Regions from separate parts of the Mus musculus genome. Here region 1 is linked to region 2. A link is a contact called in public promoter capture Hi-C data. All regions are on one chromosome and are shown on one strand. Each heading gives the region's core, a stretch centred on a gene start, on an enhancer-like site or on the middle of the called end of the contact. The rest is flanking DNA. Distances are from core to core; before and after follow the strand shown.

Evidence for each region. Capture Hi-C pulls out chosen DNA fragments and counts their contacts.
Region 1: a contact with region 2 is called in a promoter capture Hi-C map of pancreatic islet. The contact joins the promoter of Pam16 here to the promoter of Adcy9 in region 2. A contact is called at or near these places in 3 of 39 promoter capture datasets (cranial neural crest, embryonic stem cells and frontonasal cranial neural crest), 6 of 484 Hi-C or Micro-C datasets (adipose-derived mesenchymal stem cells, cerebral cortex, embryonic fibroblasts and 2 more) and 2 of 9 other capture datasets (liver and pancreatic islet).

What each region holds. Positions count from the first base shown.
Region 1 is chr16:4,622,011-4,628,821 of GRCm38.p6, reverse strand. It overlaps Pam16 (presequence translocase-asssociated motor 16 homolog (S. cerevisiae)), which reads left to right and starts at 3,876. Exons shown (of 5, transcript NM_025571.1): 1 at 3,876-3,971. The coding sequence starts at 3,969. It overlaps Coro7 (coronin 7), which reads left to right. Exons shown (of 28, transcript NM_030205.4): 25 at 11-146; 26 at 547-638; 27 at 1,126-1,212; 28 at 1,323-1,938. The coding sequence ends at 1,328. It also overlaps a transcript of Glis2 not described here.
Region 2 is chr16:4,418,797-4,425,790 of GRCm38.p6, reverse strand. It overlaps Adcy9 (adenylate cyclase 9), which reads left to right and starts at 5,293. Exons shown (of 11, transcript NM_009624.3): 1 at 5,293-6,015; 2 at 6,203-6,994. The coding sequence starts at 6,246.

The sequences.
Region 1 (6,811 bases), core at 2,627-5,126, 200 kb before region 2:
CCCTCTGCAGAAAGAATTCTTCCAGGATGATGTGTTCCCGGACACAGCTGTGACCTGGGAGCCAGCACTCAGTGCCAAAGCCTGGTTTGAGGGTGCTAATGGACAGCCCCGGCTACTGAGTTTGCAGCCCCCTGGCATGACCCCAGGTAGAGTAAGGAATAAAACGGGGAGACAGCAGGGGCGGGGAATCTGGACAGGGGTGGAAGGAGGAACAGGAGGCCCAAGTACAGTCCTTCGTTCCTGCTGCCACAGACCTCCTAAGGATGTTAGACATGTCTCCAGACCCAGTCTCTGAACCCCTGGAGAGCAAGTTCTGTGGCTTGTGTTTTATCCTAGCACATATGCATATGTACACACACATGCATGTGTTGTATACTTAACACATGCAGTATCCTTACATATACATATCCTGGTGCTATGGGCAGGCCTGGTGAACAGGGGCTTTAATAACTTGTTAATGCCACTTCTTTGATCTGTGCCAGCAAATTCCCTGAGGGTTGATTCTAAACAGCACCTTCTTTGATGCCTGTCCTTGCTTTACCCCAGTGAGCCAGGCCCCCCGTGAGGTCCCTGCCCGAAGAGCCCCATCTTCAGCACAATACTTGGAAGAGAAGTCTGACCAACAAAAGAAAGAAGAGGTGAACCTCGGGAGAGGGCTGCTATGTGGTACAGGCAGTGTCCCCCATGCGCTTAGTTATCTGCCAACTCAGGAGCCTCAATCCAGATGGCAGGAAGAACCACGTGTTACCCCTGTCTCCACACCAGACTCTGGGTAGGGAGTCACACCCAGGGCACAGGAAGCCAGGGAGGGCAGCAAGAGGCACACATGCTAGCCAGCCTTTACCTAACCAACATTAAAGATTGAAGACCTAAGCCCTTGGTCAGCCTGGTGTCCACTTGAGCCTTTGAGGCAATGCACAAGAGATGGCGGCTCCTCATGTCAGGTTCCACGTGCTACAGTCTCTTGTCTCTGACCCCTTTTTACTGTGTTTCACAATGAAAACCCAACAACTTAGTTCTAACTGAAAGGGCGCTTTTTAGCATTGTTGGGGTTAAAAATGGGGTTTTAAGTTCTTGAGGTCGGAGAGTCATTTCTTTCGGTCCCTCTCCTGTTCACTTTCGCAGCTGCTGAATGCCATGGTAGCAAAGCTGGGGAACCGAGAAGACCCACTGCCACAGGACTCCTTTGAAGGGGTGGATGAAGATGAGTGGGTGAGTGGCACTTGGCCCGGCTCCCTCAGCCAGCAGCACTGTCCTGGAGACAGTGTGCTGCATTCTTTCACCTCTCAGGCCTCTAACTCCTGCTTCCTGCCTCACCCCAGGACTAGCCTGCACGCGAGGCACGCCTAATCACAGCTGCCACTGCCACCTCCTACAACTACCTGCTGCCCTCCACACCTAAGATCTCTGCAACCTGGACAATGCTGCACTGGCCCTGGCACGCACATCCAGCTCAGAAGCCCTGGGTGTCACGCAAGCCTCAGGCACTTCCACAGCTGTGGGGCCTCCATGCAGCTGCAGAGACTGCCTGCTCCTTAACCCTCTGGAGCCAACTGTTTATCTTCAGCTGCCTGTTAGCATGTGACACCAGTGGGTGGGAGGTAGGTGTCAGTAGCATGTCTCTGGGCCAACTCGGGATGCCCTGTCTCTCCCAGTCTTTCTGCTGGTTTCCTCTAATATCTTCAGTTACTACAAGCCAAGCTGTCTTGCCTACTGCACCAGCCCCAGTCAAGGACACTGGGGGCTGGTCCCCCACCAAGCTGTTGGGAGCCGCTTTCTCCTTAGGGGCCTAGGACCATTTGTCCTGCTTCTCCTGGCTTGAGGAGAAAGGGTCTCATGGCGCTAACAGCCTCATTACAGTGGTGTGGACCCCATAACAAACAGCCTATATAGGATATGCTCTGGATGTTTCCAGCAATTAAACTTTTCTAAGCTGGCTGCCTCTTGTGCTGCTCCACTCCCTGGGAATATAGAAAGAAGGATACAGGGATATGAGTGAGCGAGCAAGATTTGGGTCTGTTCCTGTTCGTGCTGGTTTCACTTTGCTACACGTTCCTTGTAATATACAGGAAAGATGGCGCTCCGCTGACTGCAGCTCTGTTACACTAGGGAACCAGTGGTGCATAGGAAAGCAATGAGGAAACGGAAAAGGAGCTGACTTGGGCTCATGGCAGGGTCAGGGCCTGAGGGGGAGATGTTTCCGTTCCTAAAGTGAAAACTAAGATCTGCAGGACCCAATGGCAAGCAAATGGAAGGTCAGCACTGTACGCAGGGAAGGGAGAGTGTGGAGGTAGGTTGGGCACTGGTCTAGGTCAGAGGTTCTCAGGCTGTGGGTCACAAACCCTTTTGGGAGGTCAAGTGACCCTTTCACAGGTGGCTTAACATGTTAGAAAACACAGATATTTACATTACGGTCCATAATAGTAGCCACAAAAATAATTTTATAGTTGGGGGTCACCACAACATGAGGAACTATGTTAAAGGGTTAGGAGAGTTGAGAACCACTAGTCTAGAGGCATCTGACTTAAGGCCATTCACCAAACATACATGAGTACCCATGCCAGGCAGCCGTCCCGGTGCTTGATAGCTAGGAGTAAAGGCATAAATGTCCTGCTCACTGTGAGTGCCTACTCTAGTAGGAGACATAGCAATGATAATAAATGTTAAAAAAAAAAAGAAGAATTATGTCATAGAGCAGTGTCTCTCATCCTTCCTAATGCTGCAGCCCTTTGATACAGTTCCTCATGTTGTGAACCCCAATCATAAAAAATACTTTCATTGCTACTTCATAACTGTAGTTTTGGTACTGTTATATATCACAATGTAAATATTTCTGGAGGTAGAAATTTGCCAAAGGAGTTAAGATGCACAAATTGAGAACTAAGGGGAAAAAAGGAAGCATGAAATGATAATGGAGTCACAAGACCATGTGTTGTTCCGATTCTGAGTCTGTGGACTGTTGAGGAGAAACCCAGACACAAAGTACAGATGAGTAGATTTCAAAGTAGGGACGTGCGTGGCTGCTGGGCAAGAACTGGTCTGATCTGGATGTTGGTCATGGCAAAACTGAACTGTACACTCCAAAAGGTGGAACTGCTTGGTGTGTGAATTACGGCTGTCTTGATGGAACTGTCCCAACACACAGACACACAGACCAGAGAAGGTCTTGTGAGGACTTGACGAGAAGCCTTTGCAAACCAAGCAAAGAAGCTTGACTAGAGACCAAACCTGGCATAAAGATTCCAGAAGCAGCTGGGCAGTGGTGGCGCACGCCTTTTGATACCAGCACTCAGGAGGCAGAGACAGGCAGAATGCAATGAATTCAAGGCCAGCCTGGTCTACAGAGTGAGTTCCAGGACAGCCAGAGTTACACAGAGAAACCCTGTCTCAAAAAAAACAAAACAAACAAAAATCAGAAAAGAATAAACTAAGCATCTGATGTTTAAAGGACACCTCAGACCTTTGAAATCAGGACAGCGTGCTGGGCATGCCACTGTAGTAGGGGACTTGGTGGCCCTCACTGAGGAGATGGCATTAGATTACAAAGTTGACTGAACATGGGCAGAAACAGTTCCTCAGGCGTCTAGGAAAGAGCTTCACCAGAAGGGGCAATGTGAAATAAATCCTATTTTGAAATACCTGGTTCTCTTAAATATTCTAGCGATTTTAACATCCAACCCTATTATACTCTGGTTTATTTCATATGATAGCTTCTTCCTAAGTGTTTTGGGAAAATGAAGGGAAGGCCACCAAACTGCACCAAGTCTGGGGCCGCCCACTGGTCCTCTGGCCCCGAGGCAGGCTCCGCCCACATGCGCGGTGCCGCGAGAGTCACGCCTCTGGAAACGCGTCGCGTCCTTGCGCACGCGCTCTCCGGTCTCCCTTGACCTCTGACCCACCAGCAACCCTTGAGCTGGTCCCACTGGGTCGGGAAGCGGCACCCGTCCCCCTAAAGTGGAGCGTCCGCCATGGTGAGGCCCGGGATGGGGTGTTCGGGAAGGGAGGTCAAATCGGAGTCCAGCAGCGGGCTCTGGTCCTGATGCCGTGAGCCCCCCGGGTTCCTCACAGGAAGCAGAGTCTGTAGCGTGGCGCCCGGTCGGTCGTTGGTGCCCGGGCAGTGACGACCGCGGACCGGGGAATCGAGGCTCGGTTGGCGGAAAGCTCCCGGCCAATCCCGGCCTGTGCGTTCCCTGCCTCGGCGTGCGCGGTCCGCTGTGGGCAGTGGGAGGAGACGGTCGTTGACTGGGCCGGCTCCTGAGTGGCAGGACTCGGCGATATTGGTGTTGTGTCGCTTGGCTTTTAACCGCGTTTGACAGTTGGCTCATCCAAGGAAGTGGTAGACCTGAGACTTGCTAGAATTGAAACCAGAAAGGCTGAGCGTTTTGGCACCATTGGCACCTGAAAGTTGCCCGCAGGTTCTTGAGATTTGCCCCTAAGTGATTGGAAGGTTAGGGAAGCCTATTTATCTGTTTGTTTGAGACTAAGTACCACTATGTATATAGATAGTGTGGCTCGCCCGGAACGCCCTATGTGCTCAAGCTGGCTTTAAACTCACTGAGATCCTTTTGTCTCTGCCTCTGGCTCCCAAGGGCTGGCAGTAAAGGTGTGCGCCATCTCACCCAGCTGGGAGCATCTTCCTTGACCATGGGAAAGTAGGTAGTAGTTAACCGCTCACAATGCGTTGTCTGGAGCTGAAGCTTTATGTAGATTGTCATTTAAGCCTTCTCAATCGTCCCCATTTTAATTTAAGGGATTTGAAGCTCAGAGAATTTGACTTTTCCAAGCTCATCTTTCCCACAAGAGTCAGTTTGGCCCCAGCTTTGTTCGTGTTCTGTTCTGAGACTAAACATTTGCCACTATATTATTCCTTGTAATTAGGTCGCTGCCATTTAGTAAGAACCTTTGTTGGTTCCTCGTGGAACTCGGTCTTTAGCGTGCATTCTCCACATTCCACCTTGAACTTACCTCAGCTGCTCGTGTAAGGCTTATACTTGTAAACCCAGCACTTGAAAGGCTGGGCCAGGAAGATCAGGAATTTGTGAGTTCCAGGGCAACTTTAGTACATAGGGCTGAGAGTATAGCTCAGTGTTGCAGTGCTTGCCCACCACAGGTAAAAGGCCTTAAATCCATCCCCAGATGGATTTCTCATCCAAAAGAGGATGAGAAAGTACTGTTGGAAGGTGAGGTAAGAGGAGCCTAGAAGATTACCCCTGGGAGTCCGATTATGTCTAATTTTGTCAGGTCCTTAGGAATGGCCCAGGTTTGGGTTGGGGTACTGTCATGCTTTATAACTCAAACCCTCCTGCCTCCGCTTCCCAAGGACACTACTACCACCATGCCTTGGCAGTGTTGAGTCTCTGACAGTGTCTAGATAGGAAGGAGGTCAGTGCAGTGCATCAGAGGTGGGGCACTGTGCAAGAACTGGGCCCCCGCCAGAGCCTTTCCTCAGCATTGGAGGCATACAGAAATCCTGCCTGGGGAGTGGACTGTATGAGACTGTAGCTTTGACCAAACAGAGCTAAGAGTGACTTGATTAAAGTGTTGATTCATGAACAATCATGTTCTTTCAGATATGTGCTGTTCAGGCCAGTAGGGACCCAGAAACACTGTCATAAATGCCATTGTAGTGCCCACCTTCCTCCTGTCTAGCTGGGACACCAGTAACTATTTGTAAGGCCTGCCACTGTGCACTGGAGGAACACTGTACACAGACCTGAAAGCTAGGGCCCTCCTAGTGCACTTCCATGACTTAAGCATCATTTTTGGGATCCCTGCTCACCACCCTTGTTGAGGTTCTTTGTGCCATATTGCTTCCCAGTTGGGAAATGAAATGTGGTGGTCTGCATTTCCACCTTGCCACTGGGGTATTAGAAGGATACTTGGGGTAAACTGAGGGATAAACCTCCTGCTTTACTTCTTGATGGTGGGGTGCCAGGTTCTTGGGTCACCAACATACTGCTCAGGAGAGGTGAAATACAGTCTAAGATGGGGGGATCATGTTGATAAAGGTGATAGACAGTGGGGGCTGAGAGGATGGCTGTGGTTCTCAAACTCCTGTGCACCCAGACATCACTGGGAACCTCAAAGAGTTGATAACAGGGGCTGGAGAGATGGCTCAGCAGTTAAGAGCACTAACTGCTCTTCTGAAGGTCCTGAGTTCAAATCCCAGCAACCACATGGTGGCTCACAACCACTCATAATGAGATCTGGTTCCCTCTTCTGGGGTGTCTGACGACAGCTACAGTGTACTTACATATAGTAAATAAATCTTAAAAAAAAGAGAGAGAGAGAGTTAGAACAGGGCCTGCGATGAGCCCTAAGGTGTGGGGAATCCAGCTTAGCTCAGGGTAGTGCCAGGAGTGCTGAAAGAGCTTCTGCAGGAGACTTAGGCACTAGGCACTGCTCTGTAGGACACAGCCCCCACCTTCCACCCTCATGGTGGTCCTTGATGAAGGTGACAGTTCTTGCTTGTCCAAACTGCTTTGTTAATGGTGAAGATGCATGCGACTTACTCGGGGTGAACCAGAGATTAAAATACCTTTTGCAGGAAGGGATACCCAGGAAGAAAAGCTCATTGGTAAGGAATCCCTAGATAACTCGTTAGCAAGAGAACTGTAAGTTCCATGCTATGTGACTGGTTGTCATGGTCCCCTTAGTGGAGTGTCATGGTCGTGTGCTCCAGGACGGGAACCTGATCAGGAGCTAGTCTGAACTCCTGCCATTCTCCATTTTAAGTTTTATCGGGGTTCTCAACTTTGCTACTACCTTGGCAGTTCTCTGTCTGATGTCACCGTCCTCTGCCCCACAGTAG
Region 2 (6,994 bases), core at 4,044-6,543:
AGCTCAATAGCACAGACCATTTTACTTCTTAGCTCCAATTCTTTGCCTGTAAAATGGGCACAGGGTTGTGTAACCTGAGTTTCAGAGTCCTTCAGAGCTTTTCTGAACAGAAATGGGAGGAACTTCCAGACTTCATCTGGTCTTGTGATATCCTTGGGAACCCAGAAGCCCTTGGGCTCTTATGACACTGAAGGTCTGCTCAAATCTGCTGTGAAGTGGGGGATAACCTCCCACCTCTCTGGTTTTGTTCACTCTGGTTAGAGGGGTCACACAACAGTTCTTTATAGTTCAGGCTCTTGTGACTTGAAATAGCTTGCATTAGGCTCCCACTCCATTAAAACAAAAACTGTCTACAATCTAGTTTACTCAGAACAAGAACAATTTATACCCTTATGATCTGGAGGCCAGGATTCTGAAGTCAGAGTGGCAGTGGGGCCATGTTCCTGTGTGTGTGTGTGTGTGTGTGTGTGTGTGTGTGGTGTGTGTGTGTGTTTGTGTGTGTATGTGGTGTGTGTGTTTTATTTGTTGAAATGGAGTCTTGTTGATGCAGTCTTGGATTACTTAGAACTCAGGGAAATCCTCCAGCCTCAGTCTCCCAAGTACTGAGATTACAGGTGTGAACCGTAATGTCTGGCAATACACTCCTACTTGGGCAGTGGTTCTCAGCCTTCCTAATGCTGTGACCCCCTTAATACAGTTCTCATGCTGTGATGACCTCCCAACCATAAAATTATCTTGTTGCAACTTCATAACTAATTTTGCTACTGTTATGAATTGCAATGTAAATGATAAGCAACCAAAACGGGGTGGACCCCACAGTTTAGAAGTGCTGTTCTAGAGGCAGATCTTCTCTTGCTTTTCCTACCTCTGGTAGCACCTGGCAGTGCATTACTCACTCCCTGTTTCCATCCTCACATGGCTTTTCCCCCATGTTTCTTTTCTTATGGGGACATTAGTCATTGGATTTAAGCTGACCTTGGTCCAGGATAACTTAACCTTCATTAATTACATGTGCAAAGACCCCGTGTCTCAGCCAGGCTTGGTGGTATGTCATAGCAACATTCAGAAAGTGTAGATAGGATTGCAAGCCTGGTTAACTCCTGAAGTTCCCTGTGGACATGAATTTTTCAGGATACTGTTTAAACCATTCCACAACTCCTGCAGTTTCTTGTATTCATTTCCCAGTTTGTCTCTTGTCAGACATGGAATGGGATGACAAGAGCTTAACAGACACTCAGTGGGAGCTGGGACAGGTGACAAACCTGAGTGATGGCATCGTGTCTTACAGTGAACCTCCAGTCCTCTTTAATCTTTCCTTGATGAAGCCACCAACCAGCCCCTCCTTACTTTGAAACACAGTCACCCGAATAGGCTTGTCTTCCCTGCTGCAGGAGATCACATACACACCCATCCCAAATTTTAGTTTTGGGTTCAGAGCAAAGCCTCAAGTGTAGGTAGAGAAGAGCTGCCAACACATGAACATTATATAAGGTGTTGCTTGTCCTGCTTATTAAAAACAGCCGAATCTGGGTGTGGTGACACATGCCAGCACTTAGGAGGCAAAAGCAAGAATTTAAGAGCCAACTATCTAGCAAATTCAAGGCCAGCCTGAACTACCAGAGATCCTGTCTCAAAAAACTAGAAATAATAACAAGTAAATAAAAATAAAGGAAGTCAAGAGTAATTATTTTACATATATCTTATTTCATGTATTTATTCCCTGAAGACTTGCTGGGGTGATACCTGTAGCTAGTTTGACTACTCCTGGATTATAAGAGAATCTGCAAAAAATGTGGGTAGTTTTCAATCAATCTTCTTTACTTCGTTTTAACAACTGGCACTGTCAACTTGAAGGCAGCTACTCCAGACTCAGGAACACCACCTAGGCCAGGAAGTCAATGATGGAAAAGTGTGGTGGCTTCTGGCAAGTTTACCATCAGTGCTCGGATGCACAACTTGTATTGGCAGCCTTGGGCATGACTCAACAGAAGCAAGACGAGTGCATCTTCCAGCGGGTGGCTTTCCAAGAACCTTGCCCTCCTGACCATCCAAATAACATGAGCACTGCTAAGATCTCAGGGTCTGTCTTAATGACTGTGCCCAGAACTCGTAAACATGCTACTTTCTCTGAAGGCTGTGTATGTTGTGTTGTGTACATGCCTGTGTGTGGAGACCAGAGATTGATGTCAGGCGTCTCTCTTAGTCACACTCCCCTCTAATTTTTGAGACAAGTTCTCTTACTAACTCTGGAGCATACCAGTTTGTCAAGACTAGCTGTCCAGTGAGCTCTGGGAATCCCCCTGCCTCTGCCTCCCCAGTGCTGAGGTTACAGGTTAACCTTTCTCTCACCTTTCATGTAGGTGCTGGGGATCAGCACTCTTGTCCTCGTGTGCCCACGGCGAGCATTTTACTGACTAAGCCATCTCTCAGCCCCTGTGTGACTTCTTATGCCTTGGCATCAAAGTTCTCAATGAGCAGGGAACCTTACAGATGAGGGAAAGTGAGATCAGAGGCGGCGCAGGCTAAGCTTTCTGTAGGTGTTTGTAGAGTTTGTGCAAACACATTCTAACTCATACTGGGTCAGCATGTGCACTCTGAGTGAGGATTTGGCAGCACCATGTGCTGGGTGTTTGGATGTATCAATCGATACATCCTAGGTATGAAGGTCTTTGTACTTTGTGGAGGTAGAGAAGTCAGACTCTTCTGTAGATCCTCCTGGCTTTTGGCATTATGATATCATGATTAATATATATATATATATAATTTTTTTTTTTTTTTTTTTTTTTTTTTTTTTTTTGCAGAACTCGCTGCTACATCCAGGCAGAGTGGATTCTGTCATCATCATAACCCCATTGTCCTTCCATGGCATAGTAAAGATTAGGATGCACACGTCCTTACCGATTGCTTAGTGTACAGATGCACACGTCCTTACCGATTGCTTAGTGTACAGCGCTGGTACCAAAATTCCAGTCCTCGAGGGCCTACAGAATGATCCACACCCTAGCCTGGAGGTCAGGACATCTCTGGCAGCTTGTAGGCTTCAACAGCAGGGAATGCAGCTTCACAGCTTCCAGAAACATACAGAGGGGAGAAGGAAAGACGCAAGCATGCTTACTACCCACATTGAACAATGTTGCAGGGTAAAGTCAGGAATTTGAAAGTTGCCATAAATGGTGGGTGCACTGAAGTGGTTTGTGGGAGGCAAGGAGACATGCAGACAGGTGAGCTTTCCTGTCTTTTAAGGTGACCAGGGAGTGAGGTAGCAATGAATTAAGAGAGAAAAATGGAAATGGTGAGACTTGTTTCTCAGAGCCTCTCACCAAGGTGGGTTGAGAGGAGACAGGCAGGGCCTGTGCTGGGTCACAGTGAGCTTCAAAGTCTGTCAGAGCTTCCAGAGTCTGAGGTCTGCTTTTAAAATATGAACTTATTATTGCCTTTTGTGGGACTTTGGGCATGTTACTTTCCAGTTCCTGTCTTCATGTCTCTAAGTGAGGGGCAATAATATCTTCCTCAGGGGGTTGTGGTCAACAGTAGGTCATGAGGAAAAGTGCTTGCTGGTCTCTGGCACTGGGATACTCGGGTCAGTACCAGCTGGCCACTGTTACTTGTTAGCTATTGGTGTGTGCTCCGCTTTTCCAAACCTCAGATACAGGAGGCACATAGTTCCTGCTCAATAAACATCTCTTTCTATCTTTAGCTTTATTCTGAAAAAAAGTTAGAGTTAGAAAAATGTTGTAAAAATACTAGGGAGTTCCCCTGCGACCTACACCCAGCTTCTCCTACTGTTAATGTCTTGGGTAACTGTGGGATTTAATGGGGATGCCATTAAATACACTGCATGTTTCACCAGCTGCCTTCCCACTGTTTTTTGTTTGTTTGTTTTTGTTTTTTTTCCTGTTCTACTTTGCCCTTTAATGACAATTTGCCCCTTACTTGTGACAATACCTTAGGCTCTGTGTTTGGTGACTCTGGCACTGTGAAGAGCACTTGGCAGTTTGGTTGTGGAGTATTTTTCAGATTAAGTTCCTTCCTCAGATGTTTTCTCATAATTAGATGGACATCTTGCACTTTGAGCTGGAATATATCAACAATGACACGTTTACTTTAAAAAGTTCCTGTTTATTGTGGTGCAATACATACTGCATAAAACTTACCATTTATGCAGTTGTACTTATCATTAAAGCAATCCAAAGACACTAGTACGTTCATGAAGTATACCTACTACAGAATCCACGGCGTTGTGTTCTCACTAGTTCCAGATGTTTTCATCACCCCAAAAGGAACCCCCAGGCTTGATAGTGTAGTCAATACCTAGTACTTCATACAACCGCAGGCATCCATCACCTGTATTTTCTCTATAGATTTGCTTGTTCTGGGCATTTCACATTAATACAATCATACAATATGTGGCCTCTTGTGTTTGGTTTCTTTTACCCAGTGTGTTTCAGAGGTTGTAGCAAGTGTACTTCATTTTTATAGTCGAATAATATTCGGTTGTATAGATAGTCTATATTTTACCTTCCTATTCCTGAATTCCACAGTGACTGTGGATGCCTGGGATGGGCCCCGAGAGCTGTGGGAAGGAAGGGTCAGTTAGTCCCCTGTGGTTGCAGAAAAACACTGTACGGTGTGGCAGCCAGGGTGCGACCAGAGAATATAGAATTGTGTTTATTCAGGCCAGAGTTTACACAGACCAATGTAGAACTTATTAATGGGAAGCTGATTTCTTTGAACGTTTTCCTTGTGGAGAGGGAAAAACAGTTGTTCATGTGAAGAATGAAAGATCTTCAAAGTCGGGAAGATAACTTCCCCAGGGGGTTGGCAAAGGTGGTCCTCAGTGGTGCTCGACTTTAGAAGCTATCAGAAGTGGCTTGGCTGGTGATGATCATTTCCATCCCCCAGCAAGTTCAGAGGGGCCTAGCACCACTGGGAACACTCCTACATTGCTGGCAGAATGGGAGGGAGGTCACAATCGAGCAAAGCCAGGGACTGAAAACTTCGATGTATCCAAAAGGTAAACTGCGCTTAGATGCTTCCTGTGCGGACTTGGGGGCCAGGCTGCGGGGCAAGTAGTCAAAGGCAGCCAAGGCCTCGGAAGAAGGCGGAGGCCTGGTGCCCACAGCAGGCGGCCCAGGCTCGGAGCAGCCCAGGGCGGAGGGCGGCGCCCAGAGCGCGTCCGCCCGGCCCCGCCCCGCTGCAGCCCCGAGCCGGGCGCGCGCTCCTAGGCGGGGTGGCGCGCTGCTGGTGCGCGTGTCCCGGACCCGGCGGTGACGTGCGCGGGCCGCGCGTGCGCGCTGCGGCAGAGGAGAGGGGCGGCGCGGGCGCGCGTCTGTCAGTGACAGCGGGAGGGGGAGGAGGAGGGGGCCGGAGATGGTGGTGGCGGCGGCTGCGGCTGCTACTCTTCCGACCTGAGGCAGCGGCTGCGGGAGAGCGGGCGGCGGGCGCAGCCGCAGCGGCATCTGTAGCTCAGGCAGGGCCCCTGGGGCGTGGGCGCGGCGTGCGGACGACCGGCGTGCTGGCCAGCCGGCGTCGCGGGAGTCAGGCTCTGCGGCAGCCCGCACGGCGGTCTGTGGAGGGGCCCGCGCAGTGCCCCGAGCTCGGCTCTGGGCCGGGGTGCGTTCGGCTGCGGGCAGCAGGCCCTGCTAGACCGGCCGCTCGGACGGGCGGCCCTCGGGCTCCTCAAGCTCGCGAGCAGGGGCGCGGGGCAGGGTAGCCCGCTGGTGCTTAGCCGCAAGGGGACGGAACGCGGCAGGAGCCGCAGGTTGGCCCGCGCGCTTTGACGCACCGGGCGCTGCTGCGGCAGGATGAAGCGCTGCTCGCCTCCCGAGTTGTTTTTGCGAAAGCTGCTCCCGGTGCCCCGAGCGCTCAAGGTCTGAACTTCCCTCTGGAGCTGCAGTTGGAGTTGCACGGGGAGAGGCCACCAGCGGGCGACGGCGCCCGAGGGGAGCGCAGCGCAGCGCTGCCGGGGACCCAAGACTCAGCGCGGCCGCGGCACGAGAACCCTGGGAGCACCAGGTACGGCCCGTGCGGTTCTCGCTCGCCTTGGCGCTTTTATGCGCCGTTATGGGCAGTTTTGGTGAACATATGGTGGTGCCTTCCCAAGTGGCTCGCCAGAGCTCGCACTCGCGACAAGCACAGGTCGCGTGGCCCTCCGGGAGTGTGTGTAGTCAGGCCGCTCTAATTCTGCTGGTTTTGCCTGCAGGTGCCCCTGACCTGGTCGGGAAAGGTTCCAAGAGCTCGGCAACATGGCTTCCTCACCCCACCAGCAGCTGCTGCATCACCATAGCACCGAGGTGAGCTGCGACTCAAGCGGAGACAGCAACAGCGTGAGGGTCAAGATCAACCCTAAGCAGCTGTCCTCCAACACCCACCCGAAGCACTGCAAGTACAGCATCTCCTCCAGCTGTAGCAGCTCGGGAGACTCAGGGGGCCTTCCCCGGAGGGTTGGCGGCGGGGGTCGCCTGCGCAGACAGAAGAAGCTGCCCCAGCTTTTTGAGAGGGCCTCCAGCCGGTGGTGGGACCCCAAATTCGACTCCATGAACCTGGAGGAGGCCTGCCTGGAGCGCTGCTTTCCGCAGACCCAGCGCCGCTTCCGGTACGCACTCTTTTATGTGGGCTTCGCCTGCCTTCTCTGGAGCATCTATTTCGCTGTCCACATGAAATCCAAAGTGATTGTCATGGTGGTCCCAGCTCTGTGCTTCCTGGTGGTGTGTGTGGGCTTTTTCCTGTTTACTTTCACCAAGCTGTACGCCCGGCATTATGCGTGGACCTCGCTGGCTCTCACCCTGCTGGTGTTCGCCCTGACCCTGGCTGCGCAGTTTCAGGTTTGGACACCTCTGTCAGGACGTGTTGACAGCTCCAATCATACTCTCACGGCCACTCCGGCGGACACTTGCTTATCTCAAGTAGGAAGCTTCTCCATATGCATCGAAGTGCTCCTTTTGCTCTACACAGTCATGCAGTTACCTCTGTACCTGAGCTTGTTTTTGGGGGT